Regions from separate parts of the Mus musculus genome. Here region 1 is linked to region 2. A link is a contact called in public Hi-C data. All regions are on one chromosome and are shown on one strand. Each heading gives the region's core, a stretch centred on a gene start, on an enhancer-like site or on the middle of the called end of the contact. The rest is flanking DNA. Distances are from core to core; before and after follow the strand shown. Region 1 overlaps Rgs22 (regulator of G-protein signalling 22). Region 2 overlaps Vps13b (vacuolar protein sorting 13B).

What was found. Hi-C and Micro-C count contacts between places; a contact is called where the count stands out from the background.
Region 1: a contact with region 2 is called in a Hi-C map of rod photoreceptor, with 2.4 times the contacts expected there. The contact joins two enhancer-like sites. A contact is called at or near these places in 2 of 39 promoter capture datasets (frontonasal cranial neural crest and macrophages), 1 of 484 Hi-C or Micro-C datasets (rod photoreceptor), 2 of 115 datasets of contacts at active chromatin or transcription factors (both in embryonic stem cells) and 1 of 9 other capture datasets (pancreatic islet).

What each region holds. Positions count from the first base shown.
Region 1 is chr15:36,040,393-36,045,254 of GRCm38.p6, reverse strand. It overlaps Rgs22 (regulator of G-protein signalling 22), which reads left to right. Exons shown (of 28, transcript NM_001195748.1): 20 at 1,982-2,050; 21 at 4,541-4,702. Among named protein-coding and RNA genes, the nearest start is that of Rgs22, 98 kb to the left of the region's middle. Within about 2 kb of position 3,139, at least 6 of the 459 cell types and tissues checked have an H3K27ac peak or open chromatin away from gene starts, as enhancers often do. A contact at or near this core is called in rod photoreceptor, where this site is marked.
Region 2 is chr15:35,918,434-35,923,142 of GRCm38.p6, reverse strand. All of the region lies in intron 58 of Vps13b (vacuolar protein sorting 13B), which reads right to left. Among named protein-coding and RNA genes, the nearest start is that of Cox6c, 17 kb to the left of the region's middle. Within about 2 kb of position 2,517, at least 15 of the 459 cell types and tissues checked have an H3K27ac peak or open chromatin away from gene starts, as enhancers often do. A contact at or near this core is called in rod photoreceptor, where this site is marked.

The sequences.
Region 1 (4,862 bases), core at 1,890-4,389, 120 kb before region 2:
TGGCTTAGCGGTTAAGAGCATAGGTTGCTTTTCCAGAGGTCCAGAGTTCAATTCCCAGCAACCACATGGTGGCTCACAACCATCTGTAATGGGATCCAATTCCCTCTTCTGGTGTATCTGAGGACAACTAAAGTATACTCATATAAATAAAATAAATAAATCTTTAATGTAAAAATGAGTTGTCCACACATACTGACATGAAAGGTGTTATTTACTGAGAAACTAAGAGGGTGCAGAACAGTACACAGGAGATGACCCTGTCTTCATACACATATCCATGCATATCCATCCACTGTGTCTCTAGATAACCTATTATGTCTGCATCTGTGTCTTCAAACACATATCCATGCATATCCATCCACTGTATTTTGGATGTTTGTATTTATGAAAAAAAAAAAAGCTTCTGGAAAGATCTTCTTCCTAGAGAATTAATTTGAAGAGTGAGGACTTTTATTTTTTATTTTGTAAATCATGTTTGTTTGCTTTGCTTTGATTTTATTTATATGAGGTAAATATTACTTTGGTTGTTTAAAACATCATCAGTATACATAAAAAGAGGTTAACTTATTTTGTATAATTTTGATTTTTAAATATAATCATTAATGCTGATCAGAAAAAAGAAAAATGTTCCTCTATCTTATTTTTCAATTTGTCAAACTCCTTGGATCTAACTTATCTGGAGATATCCTTAGTTTTTTGAGCTGAACAAGTTAGGGGAAAAGTGTAGTTAGTCACAGAATTTATAGTATACTGGGAAGAGCTGACTCACTTAGCAAGATGTTTCTAAGCTTTGGGAAAACTAGAGACTCCTCAGTCTCTGACTTTAGGGAAATTCCAGATCTCTCTCCAAACCCAAGCAAAGTAACATTTGGCTTACTGATATTATTTACCACATTTTCTCATTATCTTTATCCCAGTCATGTTATTGTAACTTGTAGTCATTTCCTGACTTGGAATTCTTTGGTGGCCAACATAACAAACTGATTCTAGCAGTCTTCAGCCAAAGGTGCAAAAGCAGCGAGAGTTCTTAATGAAGGATGCTGGCAGGCATTCATGTGCTTAGGAGAGGGGCTGGCATCCCAGCTTTAGTAAAGGTATAGTCAGGGACAGCTCTGGGAATCTAGCAAGAAAGATCAGCTCTCTTTTCCTCCAACCTGTGGCTGTCACAAAGACAAGTGTGGCAAGAAGGCTGGTAGCACAGTTTCCCTTACATGCGTGTACCCGGGGTTCCAGCTGTAACATTGGTTTGATTTATAGACCTGGCCTTTATAGATCAGCTGCTAGGAAGATCTGTTATGGATAATGAAAGAAAGACATAGCATAGATTTGGCAGAGGTAGTACCCTAAAAAAGGGAGATATTATTTATAATCAGAAGCCCCCCCCCCCAAATATAATTGTTCCCTGGTATCCAGAGGACCTATAGAATACGAAAAACCTGAAGATGATTAAATCCCATCAATAAAATGAGGCTGTGTTTGCATATGATTACATATATTTCCCATTATACTTTATATCATCTTTAGCATACTTATAAAATCATAATACACTATAAATGTTAAATGCATCTGGAAAAAATATATATAAGGGGCAAACACCTATACATGCTTGATACAGACTGAGTTTTCTTATTTGGACATTTTGCATCTGAGGTTATTGCATCTATAGAGGAACCCATGTGTGTGGAAGACACCCTTCTGTGTCCCGTGAATCATGGCTCTCTTCACTTACGGGAAATACAAAATGGCTGGACAGCACCAGCTGTCATGCCCTCTATGGCTTCCATTTTGGCATGAGGACAGTTCTACATGCACTCTGTTGCCTACATTCAGAGCAGTGCACTTAGTGATGGTCTCGATGAGGAGCCGCCTGAAACACTGACTGTAGGTCCTTCCTTCCCTATCTAACCTAACCTTTGCCTTGTTTCTTAGCTGTTAAAACACAATTCTGAATATGTTGATAAAATAATTGGTTCTGCTTCAGACACAGATGAAAGACATAGCGGATGAGCTGTTACTGCAGAGGCACGACAGGAAAATTGGAGTTTGGAAGGCAAGTAATTATATTCTTCCTCTTATAAATTCTACTCCCTCAAACAAAGTATTACATGCGCGCGTGCGCGCACACACACACACACACTCACACACACTCACACACACTCACACACACACACACACACACACACACACACACACACACACACACACGTGCTCTCCCCACCCCAGTGGTGCTCCCCGCCCCCGACTTGTCCCTGACCATCATTATCTAAACCTCCTTCTGCAGGCCGGTTGTGGAAGTGTGCCCTGTTCCTCAGAGCTCCTGCCCTCTCAACCATGGAGCATACGGCTGACCTTTAAACGTGTGCTTTTCCCTTGAGGCCCCAGGTTTGGTCCCCAGCACTGGGGACATATATATGTCTATTTAGTCATGAAAGCCTGGGTTTGTCACACGAGCTGTGCTTACAGCACGTGGTCATTTACTTATCAGGAGAGTGGATTATATAGAAAGAACATGTCACAAGAGGCACCAGTGAATTACATCATTCTTATCCCCCCCAACCCCCACCCTTGAACTTCAAATTATAGCTTAGCTTGAAAGCAACTACAGCAACTGTGATTTTGTAGATGATTAAAATCGCTGTAATGGGATGCTTTTGTATAATGGCTTATTGTGCTTTTAGCAAGTATGATGAGCATAGTCCTGTTAGTGAGTCTGCAGGCTCCAGAGGGTTACCCTCTGGGTCATGAAAACTGAGGCCTAGGTGGTTCGTTCAAATTAGAGCAAAGATAAAGGTTTCTCCTAAAGTCAGAGGATGCTTGGGTCTGCCAGGAAGCTCTCTTCCCGGCTGCCTCTTGAAGGGAGGCGATCTTTTGAAAGGTTTGTTTTTGTTATATTTTTATTGAAATACTAAGTATAATGAGCATATATTTTATATTATTATGATCTATATTTTGCATTATTTTCTATTTATTTAAATTACAGGTTTTAGTTAAATGGCTAAGTTTTAGTGTCTTAAGAATCAGGCCTTAAAACAGTCTTTGTTGAGTGGGTTTTAAATAAACATCCCACTTTAATCCATACTTGTTCCTATTTATAGGGTTGTAATCTTAATGCGGAGCAGATGCTAAGAGTCTTAAGTGTTTGTGCAGAGAGCATGGCTCTGCCTTGCTAAGGAGTGACAGGCATCTATGCCTGCGCTTGGGTTAATGGCCACCACTCACCACGGCCTGGTGCTTTTCCCTTTCAGCTGCAGCGCAGGCTACCCCTCTCCAGGCGGAATTCATTACTCTTTCCTCCCTCAAGTTCCTAGGGTACTTCTTGCAAAACTGTGTCCAACATTTGTACTGATGGTCACATGCAGTTCGTTCCAAGAACTTATTTAATGCCTTGTCAGTAATGGCATTTAGTCACTGCTATAATTTATTTGTCCCGCTACAATGGTACTTTGGGAGCACTGTGTCCTTGCATCGTTGCCTACTTAATGACAGTGACTCTGGGGAATCCCAACAGGATTCAAATCTATTTTCAATATATACATTTGGTAAATTTAATAAAACCTATTTGCTTTTTGAAATTAAGAGGGTAAAAGAGGTTGAATATGTGACTTGAATTGAGTAAAATATTTTTTAAAGTTTGCTCCAAAATTGCTACAGTATAAAATAGATGTAGATAAAATATCTTTAAGCATTATTAAAATATCATGGGCACTTGTAGATTTTATGATGTATAAAATAAATCTTCAGTCAGAAGAATTTCATTATTAAGAAGAAAACAAAAATATCCCAGCACTCAAGAATCAGAGGCAGGCGAAGGTGAGGCCAGCCTGGTCTTCATAGTGAGTTCTGGGCCAGCCAGGGCTACAGAATGACGTTCTGTGTCAAAACAATAAAATGATTGTTGGTATCCACGGGTGACGTGGAGTGGTTGAGCACTTGCCTTACATGCGCGAGGCACTGACTTCCATTCCTAACATTGCAACATGAATATGTTAAGAAGCAATATAACTATTCATTTAAAATGGGTTAAAAGCATTCCATATAAAAGCATAATCTTACCAGGATAGAGTTAAAGTAAATCTTCAACTTAAATGATAGAATTGTTGATTTTTCTTAAAACTATTATAATCCAAAGAATAAAAGAAGTAGTAAAAATAATGCAAGCACAATAAATCACAATGTAACAATGTAACAATGTAAATCACCATAAGTCACATTGTAACTATATCTAACAATAGCATCCTGATTATTCTGTTCTCTTTTCTCACTGGCCCCAAACTGTAATGACTATTAAAAATTTTTAACAATATAGTTACATGTAAGTCAGCCAGTAATTTTTCTAAAAGTAATGGGGCCATTGGAGGGGGAGGGGAAAAAGAGAGACAAAAATGCAGAGTCTGAGGGGAAAGCTGTCAAATTCTATTACATCCACAGCACACATTTCAGTAGCCAAATCAAAAAAAAATGGGAGTTGGTGGTTTTAGTTTAATTAAGGACTTGATTGCTACTTTTGGAACATGTCTGATTTCCTGTATTATTTGGACAGCCTGTGGAGAGTAAGTGGATATCTTCATCCTGTGAGATTATTGCTTTCCGTAAAGCATTATTGAATCCAGTCATTGCAAGGCAATTTCAACGGTTTGTGGCCCTGAAAGGAGATTTATTGGAAAATGGAGTTCTTTTTTGGCAAGAAGTACAAAAGTTTAAGGTATTGTATTTGGAACTGGAGAAAATAACTTCTGTTTGAAGAGGTGGTGCCTTAAGCTAGGATGTCGCTATCTCTAGCTAATGGAATTGTGTAATACACCCACCCCCATACTGCCAACCTCCTTCATGCTAATATCTGAACACTGATGTGCTTATTGTCC
Region 2 (4,709 bases), core at 1,268-3,767:
TTAGTCTGGAGCTCAGTTTGCCCTAGAGTGAAATGACTCTCTACCCTCCTTAGGCGGTCTTATTTACTTATAATCTAAGTACGCTGAGGGACAGCTATACTAGAGGGTTCCTCATAAACAATGCTGAGATTGGGTTTGGTTCACAAGCTAGGACCTAGACGTTCGAGACTATTCCAGAGTGTTACCCGTGCGCTTTTCTGCAGAAAGAAGGGCACAGGTTTGGGAGAGAGCATTGTCATGAGAGCCTGCATAGCCTAATAGACTTGACTGTGTGGGTGTGGAGAAGGGTACCTGTGGAGGTGCTTTCCTCTAGTGCTTCCTGCCTTACTTCCTTGAGACAGGGAGTCCATAGCTTCTGAAGCTTGTGGTTTGGGCTAGGCTGGTGGGCCAATGAGCGCCCAGGATCTATCTGCTTGTCCCTCCCCTTTGTTGGGCTATAGTTAGTAGCTATGCCCTGCTATTTTACAGGGCTACTGGGGATTTCAACTGAGGTCCTTAGGATTCCACGGCAGGCACTCCTATTCACTGACCTAGTTCTCTTCTCCCAACTTAAAACAATTATTTTCTAATAATTCAACATTATCACTGCTAATATTTAATGAAAGTAATTATTGACAGATTATTTTTGTTATGGCTTGCCTATTAAGTGTTTATGAACTGAGCATTGTACAAAGGCCTCCATCCATGTGAGGTCATTTAATCCTTACAATCCTATTAGTAAGGCCAAGAGGTTGAGGGATTTTCCCAAGGCCGCACAACTATTGAGTGGCTGGGCCGGGATTTGAGTCCAAGGAGTTTGAGTTATTTGCTTATGCAGTTTATCAAACAGGTTCCTTGCTAATATTGAAAAAACAGTATTTCTGACTTGATTTGAGGTTTGGCTGTACTCTTGACTTCAGAGTAGCCAGGACACCACTGCCTGCCTCACACACTGCTGTGCTGATTTACCATTGGAGTGAACTGAAGGCAGGTTACAAATGAAAGGCGTCCCTCTGCCACCCATTCATTGTCTAACTTCAGGGGTTATTGAAAAGGTCAGGAAAGGGCTTGTGGGTCCTGACTTCACCACACAGCAGAGGGCTCCTCAACTCAGCAGAGATTGTATTTATAATTCCTGACAGCTCCTTGTTTTCAGACTGACCCTGGCAGGAATAATGCAAATGTACAACCCCTTGGTAGAGATTTTAGTGCATGTCAAATCCCATTATTCCAAATGGCACCAATTCAAAGTCTCTGGGGGTAAAAGGAGATTTCCAGGTCTCCGTTAATGACCTGCTAATTTCAAGCAACACTTCATTGAGCAAAATACACTGAAATAAAAGACTAGTTCCTTCAGATCATATCCAAGGGCATGGCTTTTCACAGGTTGCAGCCACTTGGTTTTTAACAGAGACATTTAAGTTTATGAATTGGCAGATTAGGAATTTGCCAGAGGCGACAGCCTAGGGTAATACTACCCCAGCCTAAAGAAGTGATGGACTGAGGGAGACAACAGCTTCCAGTGGCCCAGTGTGTCTGTGCTCCTAAGCACAGTGTCACGCAGGAGTGCTAGAAAGCAGCCTAGGCAACTGGGCTGTCAGTGGTTGAGAAGAATCCTTCAGCTGAAGGATGGCGGGCTTGTCTGCTCTCCACTTGAACGAGCAACAAGCCCTGGGCTTGGAGTCTTTGTTTCGCAGTGGTTTGTGGAGTGTTTCTGAGTCATTACAGAGGCAAGGGTAGCTTTGACTTCCCGGTCCTTATGTCTGCACCTAAGAGCTCAGGTAAGTAATTGGAAGTACAGCAAATTGTTGCCAATGTTTCTGCTGGGAAGCCCTTTTCCAAGTGTGGCTTTCATGATAGCTGCTATTGACTTGGGTTGGGGGTAGGTGTCTGCCTCATTTAGGATCTTCCTCCATTTCCCTATCATGTGTCAGACCTAACCTATGTAAGGAACATGCCCTTTATAGATGATAATACCCACATGGGGTGCTCGCTTCTGTCCCCTTTAGTGTAAAGAGGTACCTCAGTGAAACTCCCTTGATTTCTGCCTTTTTGTATTTACTGAAGGCTCCAATTGCAGTGGCTTTGATAGACGCACTACTGGGACAGCCAGAAAAGACTCACTCTAAGACAAAGTGGTATATCCTGCCTGTTAGAGAAGGATTCGTCAGGTCACTTGCCTCCAGTCCAGTCCCAGACTACAATGGTACCAGCCACCCTCAGACAGCTCACTGACCACCAGGTGCCATGGGCTCCTGCTTTGTACTAATAATAGTATTGAGAACAGAGGCTCTGAAGATGAACAGCAATCCCATCGTCTGTAAATCTGGCTGGAGGGAGGCAGCTTCTCAGGGCTTTAGGAGGCCAAGTCCCATAACTGTTAAATTACTTACTGTCATGCTCTCTACTCTAAGGCTTTGGGTAGTGGAAACCGATCTCAAGAACTGTCTGTTGGCAACGGGCCTGTGGAGTAGGTGGCCACACGGAGAGTGCTATAATGTGATGAAGTGAGTGGAGGAGGCAGGAGGGCACTGTGGGTGGGGCACACACTGTGGACTGAGCCAGGCCTGAGTGGGGCCTCGCAGCGGTTTCCATGCTCTAAGCTGTGGGAGGCCTGTCCTGAAGAAACAAGGAACTACTGAGTGCTTTCTTCTCCTCTTCTGACTTGCCCTGGAATCAAGGGCACTTGCTACTAATCTATTTTGATGGCAGCTTATCACACAATGCAGGCTTGTTGCTTTTGTTGTTGTTCACAGTAGTGGTATAGGTTTAAGCTAGGACACCATGCTGCTGGGGTATCTACAAGTGAGACCTGCACAGTGCTTGGGGCCAGCTTTTCTTGTCAGAGCAGATAATCAAACCAGGAAGCAATTAAACTTGAATCTGTCAATCTGCAAGTCCCAAATAAAAACCCAACTTCTGGTAGCAGGTTTGATGTCCAAGGGACTCCACAAGTGTACCTCCTCGTTTGCTCTTGATCTAACTAGTATAGGCCTGTTCTGTTGGGATTCTGAAAGCTCCAGCTCCTCCCCTTCCTCCTGGTGTGAAAAATAGAGGTGGACTCAGCACAACAGCATCAGTTCAGCTGGGCAGCAGTTCCCTTGGTGGGTGGAAGAGCCAGGGCTTAGGGGACCGTGGCAGAACTGGGACATGGAGGTAGCCGTCTTTTCCCAGGTAGGCTCTAGGGCACAGAAGTGTGTGTGGCATTCGGGGAAGTGAGGTGGATCTGGCATGTGTAAGCAAAGCCTGTGCCAATTCTGCAGGCCCACAGTTTCCAAACATAAATTAAAGCGCGTGCAAAAGCCCTGGTGGCCTCACAGACTTGGAGCCACATAGCTTGAAGTAGCTACAGAAGTCTTTGGGCTTTCAAGTGCTTCATAACACTCGTGTCCCCAACAGGGCAAAAAGGGGGCGCATTTAGGGGAAACGCATTTCTCCTGCCCTTGGAACTCTCAGTTGTTTACTGTCCTGTTCTGATTGTTTCTAGGTGGGGAGCCCTGAGAGAAGGTGGTATAAAGGTTCTTGCTGGGTAGCCACTAAAATTTAACACCAATACTGTTAATATGGAGAATAAAAAAGGAGGTAAAGTGTTTGGTCAACCAAAGACATGCTATAAATAAATTCTCATTAACAGAGTGCTTATCTAAAGAAAAATCTGTGCAGCTAGAACTGCAGTCCTCACTGTGGGCTTCAATTATTATATAACAACCTCAGTAAGGCACTGAGTTACATGTGGCAATTTTAAATACTTTCTGGGGACCAATTTGAAATGGTGACATTGAAACTTGCTTGTTTCTCTTCTTCCTGGCACACATCTGGTATGTTGGGACCAGGCATTATAGGACAGCTTGTATATTCTGTGACATAGACAGGCTCTTGAACCCTTGGAGGAAAGGAAGTCACTTTACCCCAGCTGGAGCCATTCATTGTAAACTCTGAAAAGTCCAGAAATGTTGGCAGCTCTGGAGGGAGTAGGTATTAGTCTGGATTGGGTCCCGGGGGCCCAAGATGGCTAGTATTAGGGCAACTGAGAGTAGGAGTAGGGAAGACGTTTACCTGGGAGTAGGAGAGGCAGACAGCACATGAAACTATTGCCGTCCTCAGCCCAGTGGAGGTTAGTCAGTAAGACATCACGAAAGCTTTCTACCAGAGGAAGTTAGACAGTGGCCAGAGCTTTTCCTTCTGGGAAGAGTATGGAATCTTGGGGCCAAAAGGGAGTCAGGACAAGGATGGAGACAGCCTGTGACAGTCAGCTCAGATCTCTTAGATAGGTGAAGAAAGCAATCATTTCCAAAGGAAAGGACATTTAAGGCAACAATTTTAGCTTAAAATAATCCAAAGTCTCCAAATAACAAGCTTGTGCCCCCCAAGATAACTTTATTATTATTGATAACTACTTCTGGACAGAGTATCTTCATTGGACTAAACTTCCCCAAGAATGTGCCTGTGGTTGCTCAAATGCTACTCTTGAGTCAGGACAATGTTTAGTCTCTATGATTGCAGAATATAGCACTAATTAGTTTCGACTCTGTGTGTGCCCTGTGGCCCCTACCTGTTCATTGTTTCTAACAACTGTATTATCAGCTCCAGTTTATAAACAAATCCAGGATTAAAGAAGTTAAACACTTACCTAAGGTCACAAAGAATGGACTTGGGAAAAAAAAGAAAGAAAAACACCGAGCGTGGTGGCGCACACCTTTAATCCCAGCACTCGGGAGGCAGAGGCAGGT